2 separate regions of the Zea mays genome follow, and region 2 is linked to region 1. A link is a contact called in public Hi-C data. All regions are on one chromosome and are shown on one strand. The core of a region is the stretch at or near the end of the contact, and the rest is flanking DNA. Distances in the headings are between cores, read along the strand shown.

Region 1 (6,885 bases), core at 1,984-4,483:
TTTTTACTCATTCCACCCAACCGAGCACTATTGAAGCACCACCAATGATCAAAATCATCTATATCCTGTCCTGGAAGGAAGTCCTGCATTCAGGTGGTAAAACAAAGACCACTTTTTTATACAGAATAACTCTTCCAGAACACAATGGTAGGCTCTTACACAAGGTCTCAAACTCGCAATAACATGTGCACTTGTCAAATAGACACGTCTCAACTTTTCTCTACAAGGAGTCAAAAAGAAAAACGATTGGAAATGAGGCACAAAATAAAAAAGTCCACCGTGCTGGACGATACTAGAAAAATGTCTGTCCTAACAATTACTTTATTATTGGTACCGGATCCAACCTGTCTCAATCCATTTATGCGAGGGGTGGTGATTTCCAGTTCCTAGGTATCATCATCCTTCAATGCTGAGGGGTTGGAGACTTGGAGGACATACATCATCAAGCCTTGTTTACTTGTCAGACGCCTTGGCGCCTATCGGATAGCTTGTGGAGATGGAGTTTAACAGATATAATTGTTGCACAAAAGAACCAGCCTGCCTTGTATTTACGAGAGCTGCAATTCTACAGCAACTGTACCTGCGTGATACTGGAAAGTACACATATACTCAGGAAACAAGAAACAAGAGATGTGGAGAAAAGATAGTAATGTCTTCGAGTGTGTGATACCTTGTTTCAATCTCAGGCACCTTGGCCTCTACAGTTCAAATCAAACGTTTGCTGAGACTTCTGCCTCGGGTTCCATACTTTCCTCCAGCAGTTCTGTCAGGGGTACATCGCTGTCTGGTTGGTCGTTCTCTTCTGGTTCATCACTGTCTGATTGGTCTTTCTCTTCTCTCACAGCACCCTTTTTGTTCAATTCATCCTGTTCTTTCTGTATAGCTATCTTATTGGGAACAAGAACCAGATATATATTCCTCTCCGCGAAATTCTTACTTTCTTCGGTCGCCAGCTGAAGTATGACAACAAAACTTAAAACTTGCAACCAGATGATTCTAACATCAGGGAAGATATGCCAGATGTTGTGAACAAAGACAGAAGATGAATTGGTTGTGAAATGAAAACCTAAAACAGATGTAGGACCAAATTACCTCGCCAACGTCATTTTGGAATCTTCTAAGGAGTTCGATAGCTTCTTTTTTGTACAAGTTTTCCCGTCCTTTCAGGTTCACAATTATCTTAACCTGGAAAAGGCGGTCTCAAACAATAAGTTCTGCTAAAAAATACACGCAGACGCAGTCACGTGCTTGTACAAACATCTCTCATCACCTTGTCGCCAGCTTTAAGAAACTTTTTTGCAGCTTTAAGCCTCACGCTGTAATCATGGATGTCAATGTTGTATCTGGCAGGCAAATGCATACAGAATTCAACACCAACTCATTAACTTATAATAACACATGTGTCTGTTGTAATTCAGGAGCCTTATGATGCCACAGACAAATCAATAAATTATTGCACAATTGCCAGAAATATACTATGCCAACACCAATCGATCTATCTAAGAAATTTTGCATTTCCAATATGGCAATTGGCAAATAGCTCAAAGTAGCTCTAGCCAAGTTTGCCTCAAAAGTTTTATTAGTTCTTACATGCTAGAAGTTACTTAGCTATGCAAGGTGGAATAAAATAAGACCTATCCTTCTGGTCTAATAAAAAGTTCCAGAAAATGCAGCAGTTTAGATATAAGGGTCAATAACCAATGGAACTGAAACAAAATTCAAACTGAGATGATTCGTACCCCATTTTCAGCTCCTTCAAGCCCATGCGTTTCGCTGCAAGGAATAAACATCAAACTCAATTCCTTTGAATCTTTATCAACAAAATCGGCAGAAAAAGAATGGTTCAATAAGCATACCGACAGATCTTTTCTGCTGAATCTTTTTCTTCTTCTGTTGTTCATACCTATGTTTTCTGTACAAAACCAACAAAAATGCATTCATATGATCCTAAAATGAATAAAGTCTGAATCAAACAAACCATGCGACTATACAATCTTTTTTTTTCTAAAAGCATTTAAACTATAGGTTGGTGTGTTGTTAATTGCAACATACTTGTAATCTCTCTCATCAAAGAGTCGAAGTACTGGGGGGTCCCCATCCATTGATAATATTGCCTGAAATAGAAAATATCAGCAATCCTAATTGGTGTACATTAGTAGTAGACTAATAGCAAGTGTCGTCTGATGAATGAACGTCTGGTATAAGGTAAGCATATGTCCTGTTTATGAAGGCAGTTTGCAAAGCTAGTTCATGCGCCTGCAGATATTGCACCGAGCAGGGAATAAAAAACTATCGTGTTCACTTTGTTGCTCTAGTAGCAAGTAGCTAGTGTTAGGGCCAGAGTTTTTAGCCATCGCATGACAACTCATGACTGCTACAATAATCATTTATGCTAGTGAACAATCCTCAGTTACTCTCTGTACAACATTTATGCTGAAATGTATCCTTTTGGAGGAAAAGAATAAGTAAAAACATCTGAGGCAAATAGCGTACCAGTATAAGATCATTATCGTCTGCAATCTGAACTGCCTCGCTGACAGATACTACACCAACCTACATATATATATGTAGGAAAACAATGAAGAGGAATGCCCAAATGAACAGCTAATCTAACGATGCACAACAATGAAATCTAAAATTAGCGAAGCAGCATAACTAGAGATGAGAATTACCATTCTTTTCTGTTCGTCCAATAGCCTTACGGTCGAGGACCTAACAAAGAGAGGCACCACGCAACGTGAACACACGTAGACGACCACGGCAGCAGTTAATAGTATAGATTTGCAACGACGGATACATGTTATATATGTAAATATAAAATATAAGGCACGCGAGAGGCGAGACGTACTCGATGCGTTCGATGTCAAGGGCCGGGTCGTAGTCGGGGTCGGGCCCGCGGTCCCTCCTCCCCCAGCCTCCGCCACCCCCGAGCCCTTCCTCATCTTCCTCCTCCTCCTCGCCCTCGACCTCGTACGAGGACGAGTACCGCGCGACAACCACGAGCCTCTCCGGCGGCGCCCGCGCCCGCGCCCGCGGCCTGGCCGGGAGCCGCGCCGAAGAGGAGGGGCGCGAGGCGTGGAAGGAAGCGCCGGGACGGCAAGGCACGCGGGACACTGCCGGCGCGAGGGCGACGCCGACCATGGCCGGCGGTGGTCGAGCGCGAGCACGGGCACGGCGGCAGCCGGTAGGCCTTATCTGCTTCGAGGGCTTTCGCCGCGGGAAGCGAAAGAAACGAGTGGAGTGGAGGGGACGATGAGAGCCCTTCCGGTGGGGGTCTGGGCGAAGGGACGTGGGCCTTAGTGTTATGAGCCTCGTAGTGAATCCCGTTTTGTTGTGGACTGGGTCTGGGCCTGAGTGATGAGGTCACTTACGTTCTGGGCCTTCGAGGATTTCGTCTCCGCTTCGATTTCGTTCCAAAATCTCCAGTATACCGGACTTGAATCCAGTCACGAGGTTCGCCTGGATTTCCCGGATCGAGATTTGTGGCGTCCAATCTCCTCCGAATTGCTGAAGTGAAGACGGTAAACGACAGTGTTTCCATCCGTACTTTGCGGTGGTAGGTTAAGATCCGTTGAGCCCGGAATGAAGCTGCTAAAATAGGATGTAGTACAATAGGTAACACTATTTAATACTGTTTTACAGAATAAAATTTGAAATAGAAGATGAGATAGATGATGAAATAGGACTAGGGATCACATTTAGAGGTGTCAATGGAGCCGCATACCCGTTAACCATGGCGATGACAATTAGGGTATATTTAGGAGAAAGGGGAATGTAGGAGATTAGAGGAAATAAAATCTTCTTGTTATTAAATTTTATATAGTAAGGAGATTTTAGCCCCTCCAATCCACTCATTTCCTTTTCTCCTAAACAAGTTGTTAGGGGTAGGATATGTGAGGATTTTAATCTCCATGGGTACATATTTAGAGAAATTCTTCACCCATTGGGTGTGTGGGTATGAATATGGAAAAGCATAAATTCGTACCTGATTACACATGGGTATAAGCATGACAACTAACCATATCGCTCGCAACTCTTTTAAGCACCCATCTATCTATATGTGTACTTTTGGGCTGGGCCTCATGGGCCGGACCGAAGCACGGAAAAAAGCACGACCCAGGCACGGCACGACTCAAAATATTTTAGTGTCGAGCCGGGTTTGGGCCAAGGTCGCGGCCCATGGGCGGGCACGAGCACGACCCATTTAAGGCAGGCACGGAATGACCCATATAGAGACACGAAATGCCCATATCTATACTGTACTTAAAGCACCAGTTTCAACGTCGTCCCGTCATGCCGGCCTGCTGACTATGCCAGACCAGCCTGTTAGCCTGTCGACCCATTTGATTAAATCAACGTAAAATGTTAAAAAATGGTGCATGAGATGGGATTCGAACCCATGCCCTGATGAAAGAAGTCCATCAGGGCGACAGACACTGGGTGAAAGTGTCTAACCAGTAGAACATCATACTAAGATGTTTTTAATATTGAATATAAATTGTATATACGTATATACGTTTTTTGTAAAATAAAAAATATAATCGTGTCAGGCCGGGCCAGCACTACGAGCCGAGGCTATAGCCCAAGCACGACACGTCGTTCTTGCCTTTTGCAAGCATTAGGTCGTTTCTGAGACCACATTGGCGCAATGGGCTTCATGGTGTTTGAGGTTGCTGAATTGAATGGAGCAACAATGATTTGTCACACTAACAGTAAAAGGAAAGGTTATTTATTGGTTTTAAATGTTAGTAATTGCTACGAAGTAGCATAATTTATATGTAGCGCATCCAGTGTTTATTGGTGCCTGACTTTAACAATCACTTCATATTTTGATCTATCTTTTTTATAAGTTTGAGTTCATGTGACTTATTTTAGAAACTTGAGCTCACAAACTTTTTCTTATTTGGTCTCTGTATCGTGGAATTATATCATTTTATAATTTCTGTTCGTTCAGTCAGTCGTCGTTGTGAACTCTCTTCTAATTGCACACTTCATTGGCCGCGTTGTACCAAGACATATTACATGGAGTAAACAATAACATCAATTAGCCAAATCAAAAGAATATTATACGAAGAGCAGGGACAATCAATAAAAAATATTGAGATCTTTTTGGTTGACAGTTTACGTGGGTATTGTTGTAAGCCGTCGCAACGCACGGGCAACCGACTAGTATTTATTAAAACTGCACTGCATTCCACATTTTCATTTACTTGATAAAGAACATAAAGTTAGAGATAATGCTAGTTAGATGTTTTTTTGTAGCTTTGAATTGGAGTATGTGATGTAATTTTACTTTTATTATGAACATTAGATAATAAACTGAACTTACGAACTTTGTATAGAGCTGATTTTACTTCTTTTTCCTTCTAACAAAATGATTTGTAAACGAGGTAGTCGTTGCATAGCTCTCGTAACTTTAATACAAATATTAAGTTTGTTTTTGTTCAGATTTATTTGGCTTATCTTTTATTTGTTTTATTAAATTTGTTTTGAATTTAGGGTTCTGATATGAATTTCGGGCCAAAAAATTAATTTCAGGCTTTTATAATTTCGGGCCACACAAAATGAGCCCGACACGTTTAAGTAATTATGTGCCGGGTCGTGGGCCGAGGGCTAGGCCCATGGACCAGCCCGACCCGAAATTCAAACGGGTCAAGCCGAAATTCAAATAATACGGGTCTTTTCGGGCTTGGGCGGCCCGACCCGAATGTACACCTATACATCTACCCAACACAGGCATGCAGCCACTAACCGCCTCATCCATTAGCCCACGTGTCACTTTGTTTTTGTTGTTTTATATGGTTAAACAATGTTTTTCTTTTTACATGTTAAATTTATTGGTGATATATTGTTGTTGGGTGTCACGTGTGTCAAATAAAATATAATGTGATAATGTTTTTTTGTTGGAGATGGAGACCCAATAAGGAACCAATACGTGAATGGGGATATGTATGGGATGAACCTTATACCTATAATGGGTATAGGTACGAAGATGGGGATAAGTATAGCTTCATGGCAATGGGTACGAGGTGTCCAAATCCAATGGAGAATTCCCCATTGACACCTCTAATCACAATGGATCGACTTTTGATCGGGTGGAGCAAAAATCCACCCATGATCACACGTGAAGTCTATCTAAACCCACTCGTGATCGTATCGTAGGTGCAATTCCAAACCCGCATCTGAACCTATCGGGTTTCGAGTCACACGCAGATTTTTACTCAGTACACATTTTTAAACAATATTTCGGCTATAAGAAATTAAGAACCGTGAATAATTGAGTTATATCTACGAATTTATGTCTTTCCATGTTGAGGAGTAACAAAACATTTCATGAATTATTAGCCAAGTTACTTATCAAACTAATTACTATTGTATCTTAATTATTTTTGTGCAAAATAAAGAATAAACCAAATTTCAAATCGGGTGTGGGTCAACGCGGGTTAAAATAGAAACCCACACCCACAAATGTGAAACTTCAGGTCGAGTGCGGGTGCACCTATAGGTAAAAAAACTTCACCTATATCGCACCCGTCGAGTCGGATACCCGTCGGGTTTTGGATTTGCAAGTTAATTTGCCATCCCTAACTGGGACGGTCTCCAGCGTACTACCTTTATGATTCCCTATCACACTTCTTATTTTAAAAATCGATTTTCTAAACAGTGCAATTTATAGCAAAAAAATAATATTTTACACGTCTATACGAGCCTAAAGACATCAGAAGCGACCATCGCGGTCGATGCCTAACTATCATCAACAACACCAAACACCGCCGATGTTGCCCTTCCATATAGAGCAACGTATGGGCTAAGGTTGTCTCCTGTCCATATCTTTTATTTCAATCTTTAGAAACACGATCGGTTGATCATAACCTTAGAGCTATC
Region 2 (6,885 bases), core at 1,855-4,354, 350 kb after region 1:
ACATAACAAGAGCCTCCTTACCACTTTGATTATGGAGTTGAGGAGGCCGTCGAAGCTGCAGCTGCTAGAGCTAAGCTCGCTGTGGACCTTAGGGAAGCTCAAATCCGACGCGCTCTTCGGAGCGTCTCCAGAGATAAACATGTCGATCCTCGTCTGTGGGGCAGCTGCCGAAGCACTTGCTGTTGTCTGTCTGACCATTGAGCCGCCAAGGTTCAGTCTTTGGCTCATGGGATGATGACTTCCGATAAGATTAGGCGGCTGAGAGGCCGGCAAACAACTCCATAGTAGCTTGGGATTCAACAGATTGCCTGCGTTCCCTCCCTCCATGTTCGATCTCAAATCGCTTCCACCGCCGAAGTTCAAGTATTTTTGGTTTGGCACAGTGTCTGGAGACAGAAGTATCACACTACCAAAAGAGCTAGCTCCCACTTTGCTGTCTCTTTCTATCCTCAGGTCATTGGAGGGGAAAATACTTGTACCTCCAGAGGATGTAGCACCCAACTCAGCTACACCGTTGCTGCAAAACGAGCCATTCATTGGAGATGCACTGCTAGAGAAGGCAGACAATGGAACAACCCTCTGCTGGGTTGCACAGGAATCCATCAGACTGGAGGAAACTCCAACAGTGCCTTCAGGACGATCTGAACTTGCAGATGAAGATGGCTGGATAACAACTTTGTCTTGTCTACGTTCAACAAAGCCTTGCTGCAGCAAGTGACTGTTCGTGACACTTTGGAGTGTGCCAGGAACACCACTATTAGCCCGGCCACTCGCAGAAAGGATAGTAGATAGATCGTCGGTTTCTTCGTGTATCCACTTCTGTGGCAGCTGGACCTGCCCAACTGGAGTTGGCAAACCTTGTGCTAGATTTCCTTGTAGGCAACTAGTGCCTGGTAAGCTAAGGTGATATTTATCATTTGGATCGCCAATGGAATGACTCATTGTGGTATTGCCGGTTGCAATCTGAATTGGCCTGGAAGCAGACACCCCTTGAATCGCAAATGATGCTGGATTATTTCTATTTAACAGTCCCTGTGGACTGAAAGATGGCAGAGCTGCTGAAGAGACAAAAGATTGATAACCATGGAGTCCTTCAAATGCACTCATCCGCATAAAGGGGTCGTTGCCTCCCAAAGCAGCAACAATGCTAGCCTGTTGTGATGCCACAGCACTTAGCCGTTTAAGGTAGAGTCTATACTTCTGCATGGCACACAAAGCAAACAGTTTAGATGCATATATATATGGTCAGCTACAATTTAGTTTATTTTGGCATTGGATATGTACAGTAACAAGAGGAGCAATTTTGCAGGGATATGCTTGCTGAGTCCTTTTCAGCTTCACAATGTATGCAATATTAAGTCTAAACCAAATGTTACACGATAAACTGAAAATACAGCTATGGAACAGTCTATGTGTCCTTTCTTCCACATTTATAAGACTGGTCAGCAACAACCAAAGAATTTTAATAAATATATGCACTTGTCATGCACTCCCACTGTATAGTATTCCTAAAACAGATATGTCTTGCTTAATGAGGGTGGTGAGGCGGCTAAACAGAACAAAGTGGGGTTAAGTCCATAGATGCCTTGCCTGCAGGTGACTTGCAACATTTTCCCTGGTGAGTCTCTCAACATTCATGAGCTCAAGTATCCTTTTTGGCACGGCTTCTGCGTCAACAGAAAAGATTAGGTTGTGAATGAACCGTGGCAAATAACTTAACAGCAGCAAAGCTGAAAAAAAAACAGCAGGTGGCAGTGGGACTCACTGTCAATTCCTAGCTGATTGACAGCAGCAACAAATTTTCGGTGCAGTTCAACTGACCAAACAACCCTTGGTTTCTTTGGAGCTGAAGGATCATCGTTATCTTGGCCATTACTCTCTTCTCCTTCATCTTCCTCTTCACTATGATATTCCTTCCTCTTTTTGCTGGGCCTCCCACTTTGGTCAGGTGGCCCAGCTGTAATTTGGCTGTGAGCAAGATCAAAATCTGCATTTGATGGCCTATTGCACTCCTCATAGCCATCATTGTTAGCACGATCACAGTTACTGAATTTCCTCCTAACAACATGCTGCCAGATATTCCTAAGCTCTTCCAGCCGAACCGGTTTTAAGAGATAGTCACAGGCACCATGAGTTATCCCCTTCATTACAGTTTTTGTCTCTCCATTCACCGATAACACTGCATGTATAATGACATGTTAGCATTCTAAGTTTTGCCTTCCTCAAATACAGGCTTAAGATTTGCTGTATGCCATGGTTACTTTGAAGATGGTATAAGAATATCATTAAATAAAAGCTGCATACTACTATCAACAACAGTGAGAGTCGGCCACCAGTAAGATATAGCAATTTTGACTTACTAATGACAGGGAGGTCCATTTCAAGCCCCACAAGCTCTAGAAGCTTAAAGCCATCCATGTCTGGCATGTGAACATCACTAATAACAAGATCAAACAGGTCCCTGTTTTGCCTCAGCATACTCAAGGCGACAACAGCCTGATTCGTCGTTGTCACTGCAAATATGAAAAGTCTTACAGGTGAGTAGCTATAGCAAAAGCCAGAACAAGCATCTTGTACATACTGCATGTGAAAGTACCCAAATTGTAGTACACCCACCCAAAAAAATGCAGCATACATAATATAAAAAGTGTAGTGAGGTTACCAATTCAGTGCTTAACTATTTTGATCATTCGATGTAAACAAATCTGTAGCTGCGGGAAGAATCTATACATGATAAGTACATATGTAATATATAACTGTAACAACTAGTGTTACGCAATTGCACAACAGCATCTTTATTTTTTAGCGTCTACTCTGGAAGCAGATAATTTGGCAAAATCCAGGAAAAGAGAAATCTAACAACGCAGCGCTGAACTAGAAATATATATACTAGCAGTCTCCAGGCCGCAGAAATAAAAATGATAGCCCTGTGGCGCAGAAATCCTTACCATGATACTGGCAGCGGCGCAGGAGGTTCTCAAGCACCTTGAGGCACACGGGGTCGTCGTCCACGGCGAGGACCCTCATGCCGACGGGGAACTGGTCCCTGACTCTCCCCACGGCAGCATCTCTCTCCTCCGGCCTCATCGAAACGGGACGGGAGACCCACCCTCCCAATAATATCGACCCGAAACACGGCAAGAAAAGCCGGCGCAAGAACACACTACTGTTGGTGTTCCTAGCAGAGCAGCAGTAGCTGAGCCGAGAAAGCAAAGCGAACAGGAAAAACTCGTGGTTGGCACGCACCAGTCGTCCAGTCCTATCAAGAAATTGGGTTCCCGGCTAGCAGTAGCGGCACCACCAGCCGGCACTACCCCAAACAAGGAGCGAGATGTGGACAGGGAGGAAGATGGGTTGAAGCCTGAAGGCCTCCCGATCCCCAGCAAGGAAAAGGGATCGGGGGAGGGGAAGGGAAGCAGAACCAACCTACTACTGCCCAAGCTCAACTGTAGCTGAAAAGAGGAAAGGGAGGGTGGCGACTGGCGAGCCGGCCGGGATGATGGAGAGGAGAGGAGAGGAAAGCGAACGGCTGGTGGATTTGGACGAGGGAGCGGCGAGGGTGGGGGATGCAGCACAGCCACAGCGGCAGGTTCACGACCAAACCCACCACCACGCCATCATTATTGGAGCAAAGATGTGGGAAAGCAAAAGGAGGAAGGATAGGGAGTTGGACGGGATGGAGAGGGCAGGCCAGAACAAAAGAGATGGGCAGGGAAAGCAAGCAAAGGAGCTGGAAAGCAGGCAGAGATGGCGACTGTTACAGATGAACCAAGCCACCTCTGTCTCCCTCTCTGACTCTTCCCTCTTTCCCACCTCTTCTACACAAGCAAGCTCAGCAGTCACTACAGTCCACGCCAAGCTCGGCTCCCCTCCCCTCCCCTCCGCTCCGCCTCTTCCACAGCGCCACTGCTGCTCAGCATGGATTGACGAGAGGTCTGTAGCTTTTGGTTCCTGTGGCACGGGCGGTGCGGTGGCGAGCATCCTCCCATGGCTGGCAGCCATGGATGGTAGATATACGTGGGTCAAAATGGCGGTGGTGGCGGCGGCGGGAAAAGCGAGTGGACCCCGCCCATGTCCAAGCAACCACTGGTAACTACAGCGTGCGTGATCCTCTCCGCCGTGCAATGCAACCAAGCCATTCGAGACCACTGCTACCTCCTGTGAAACTGTCAAAGCCCTCTCTCTATCTCTCCGTAAATTTGTACTGCTACTCCGCGGTGTATTCTTTTTGTTTTATCTGAATCTCTTAATACTACGCCCGTCCAGAACAGAATACGATATGATTCCGATTCTAATCTTGTCAAACTAACTAAACTTTGAACAAATTTTATTAAAAAGTGTCAATAAATACGGGTGTTTGGATCACACAATTAAAGTTTAGTACTTGTCATATCGAATGTTTGAGCGATAATTACGAACATTAAATATAATTCTATTATAAAATTAATTACACAGTAAAAACTAAAATTAGAATACGAGACAAATTTATTAAATATAATTAAGCTTATATTTATTACTTATGATTGGTATCCAAACATTTAACTAACATGACATAACTTTAGTAAGGAAAACCAAACACCCGCTAAATAGATATGCTAGGAAAATATATTGTACTTAGGGATGGTAATAGACTCTAAATTTTACACTAGAATATTTAAGAATCGGATCGGATTCTATTTCTATTTATTTTTAAACTAAAATCTTTTTAGGACCCTAAAATTTATGAAGAAACATTTAGATCGTGATCCATTACCACCTCTAATTGTATTTCAGGATGCAGAGATCAACAAATATGGTTGATTTGGTGACCACAAAATTGGAGGGGGAAATAGAAAGGGGGGTTCCTCTAGTTTTCTAGTCACCAAACCAGCTCCTTAGGGCTAGTTTAATAACTTCATTTTCTCGGGGGTTCACGTTTTCCCAATAAAATGAACTATTTTTTTTTCTGGTAAAATAGAAATCTCTTGATAATAGGATTGACAAACTAGTCTTTATTGGGGAAAAATATGTGTCGGTAATGAATGAGATTATTGGGTCGTTCGTTTCGAATTAAAGACGGTTGCTTAGAATGTTTCATATATAAACAACAATATTATAAAAGTAGTAAAAATCGGTACATATTAAAGCCTAACGCATGTGATGGGTGACCATGAAGGTAATCATGGTTTAGGACATATACGCATACCGACATCATTGTGTGCGTCGTCACTGGCTGTCGTGTTCTGCTGGAGTGGTGGTACGAGCTACTAGCAGCAGGAGTAGTAGACCCGTAGTACTGGTACTGCAGTCTGCACGGGAGTAGTAGGCTAGTAGGCTGCTTGCTTTGTTTGTCCATGATGATTTCTCTTTCTACGTGCAGTGCTTTGTTGTTTCTGTTGAATGGTGCGGCGTGCGTGGCATCAGAGCTCTCCAACCACGTGTACGTGTGTACTCGATGCGACGGAACGGAGCAGGAAGCGATGGTGCGTTGACATGGGAGAGCATACGACGACGCGACGCGACGCGAGCGTGTTGTTGTCGGTCACCAGAACGGAGTAGTTCTGCCTGCTAGGACGGATCACGGGCATGGACGACGATGGAACCACTCGTCCCGTACTGCTTCTGCTAGATTAAGAGGCTGTTTGATACCATTACAAGCGTGCTAAAATAGTTGGAAACTCCATGTTTCCGAGTGATTTCTATTTTTCAAAGAAAAATAAACTAGTAGTCTTTAAAAAATGGTTTTCCTAAATAGTCCTAAATTAGCTTATTCTAGCTAGATAGGAAGTTAATAGATGAGCTGGTTTTTATCCAAGTTTTCAGCTATTTATTAGGTGATTGGCGAAGCAAAAATGACTATTTTAGGCTTAAAACACTTAAAGACGCATGTGTTGAGGAAATGCGGCGTCGCCGATCTCAATGCCGCCATATCCCACCGTCGGAAGACATTCCTGGTCCGCCCCTGCCTCCAACCTCTAGCGTGCCACCGCTATAGGGCCCGCCTATATGCCGGATAAGTGGCACGTGACATCTCGATACGACATAGATACAACCTAAACCGGTGTGAGAACCATCATGAGTCGTGCTTAGAGATGTCAATTAAGAATTTCCTACCGGTTTATAACATCTCAGACCCATCTCGTCATGTTTGATCCATCCTCATACCATTATGGGTGTAAAACTCATGGCATACACATCCTCATTCGAGTTTCGGGTCCCAATGGGTCCCCATCCCCAATTAAAGGATAACTAGGTATTAACATATAGCACAAACTATCCAGATTTCAGACATCACCATATCGGCAAGCACTCGTCCGTGAAGGTGCTTTGAGTATCGTGTAAGTCTGGCTCTATATCTTTACGCAGGCAAACAAACACACATCTCGCACACACAAATGCCTGATTGACAACAACCAAGCAACAACTCATTGCATCCAGCGATGCAAGCAACAACAAATACAGACAATCAAACGCACTAAGACCGTTTGGTGTACATCTATCACCGTTTGTGTGTAGTATGACACGTACAGCCGTTTGCGAGATTGTTGAACAAAAAAAAATGGCACGCGGACTGTTCGCCCGTGTGAATCGTTTAGGGTTCCGGATTTTTAGTGTAATTTATTAGTAAAATCTACGAGATTAACTTGAGAACCGACTTATAATAGGTTCAGACCTCCACCGTTTATATAGATGAAAGAGTACGGTTCATTGAACCCATACAATCGATACAATCAAATCTACTTATTAATTTTACCTTATTTACATCTTTCTTCACATTTTTAGAAGCAAGAGTAATCTAGTCTTAGTTTTAGATCTAGTTTATTAGTTTTCCACAACAATCTCTCTTCGACTCTACGTCGATTAGAGACGTACATGACGGTCTATTGATCTGGAACAACGTCTTAG

The links. A called contact is a pair of places that touch in the nucleus more often than the background predicts.
Region 2: a Hi-C map of leaf shows a contact between it and region 1, with 7 times the contacts expected there. The contact joins the promoter of LOC103627858 here to the promoter of LOC100193325 in region 1. A contact is called at or near these places in 2 of 25 Hi-C or Micro-C datasets (ear and leaf).

What each region holds. Positions count from the first base shown.
Region 1 is chr5:221,774,531-221,781,415 of Zm-B73-REFERENCE-NAM-5.0, forward strand. It overlaps LOC100193325 (embryo defective12), which reads right to left and starts at 3,234. Exons shown (of 10, transcript NM_001138462.2): 1 at 2,849-3,234; 2 at 2,673-2,712; 3 at 2,494-2,553; 4 at 2,053-2,114; 5 at 1,857-1,912; 6 at 1,740-1,773; 7 at 1,271-1,343; 8 at 1,093-1,185; 9 at 671-953; 10 at 158-590. The coding sequence starts at 3,141. The coding sequence ends at 711.
Region 2 is chr5:222,120,684-222,127,568 of Zm-B73-REFERENCE-NAM-5.0, forward strand. It overlaps LOC103627858, which reads left to right and starts at 3,105. Exons shown (of 2, transcript XM_008648170.4): 1 at 3,105-4,089; 2 at 5,360-5,718. The coding sequence starts at 3,497. The coding sequence ends at 5,471. It overlaps LOC100274010, which reads right to left and starts at 3,651. Exons shown (of 6, transcript NM_001148395.2): 1 at 2,949-3,651; 2 at 2,361-2,513; 3 at 1,766-2,179; 4 at 1,591-1,667; 5 at 22-1,200. The coding sequence starts at 3,087.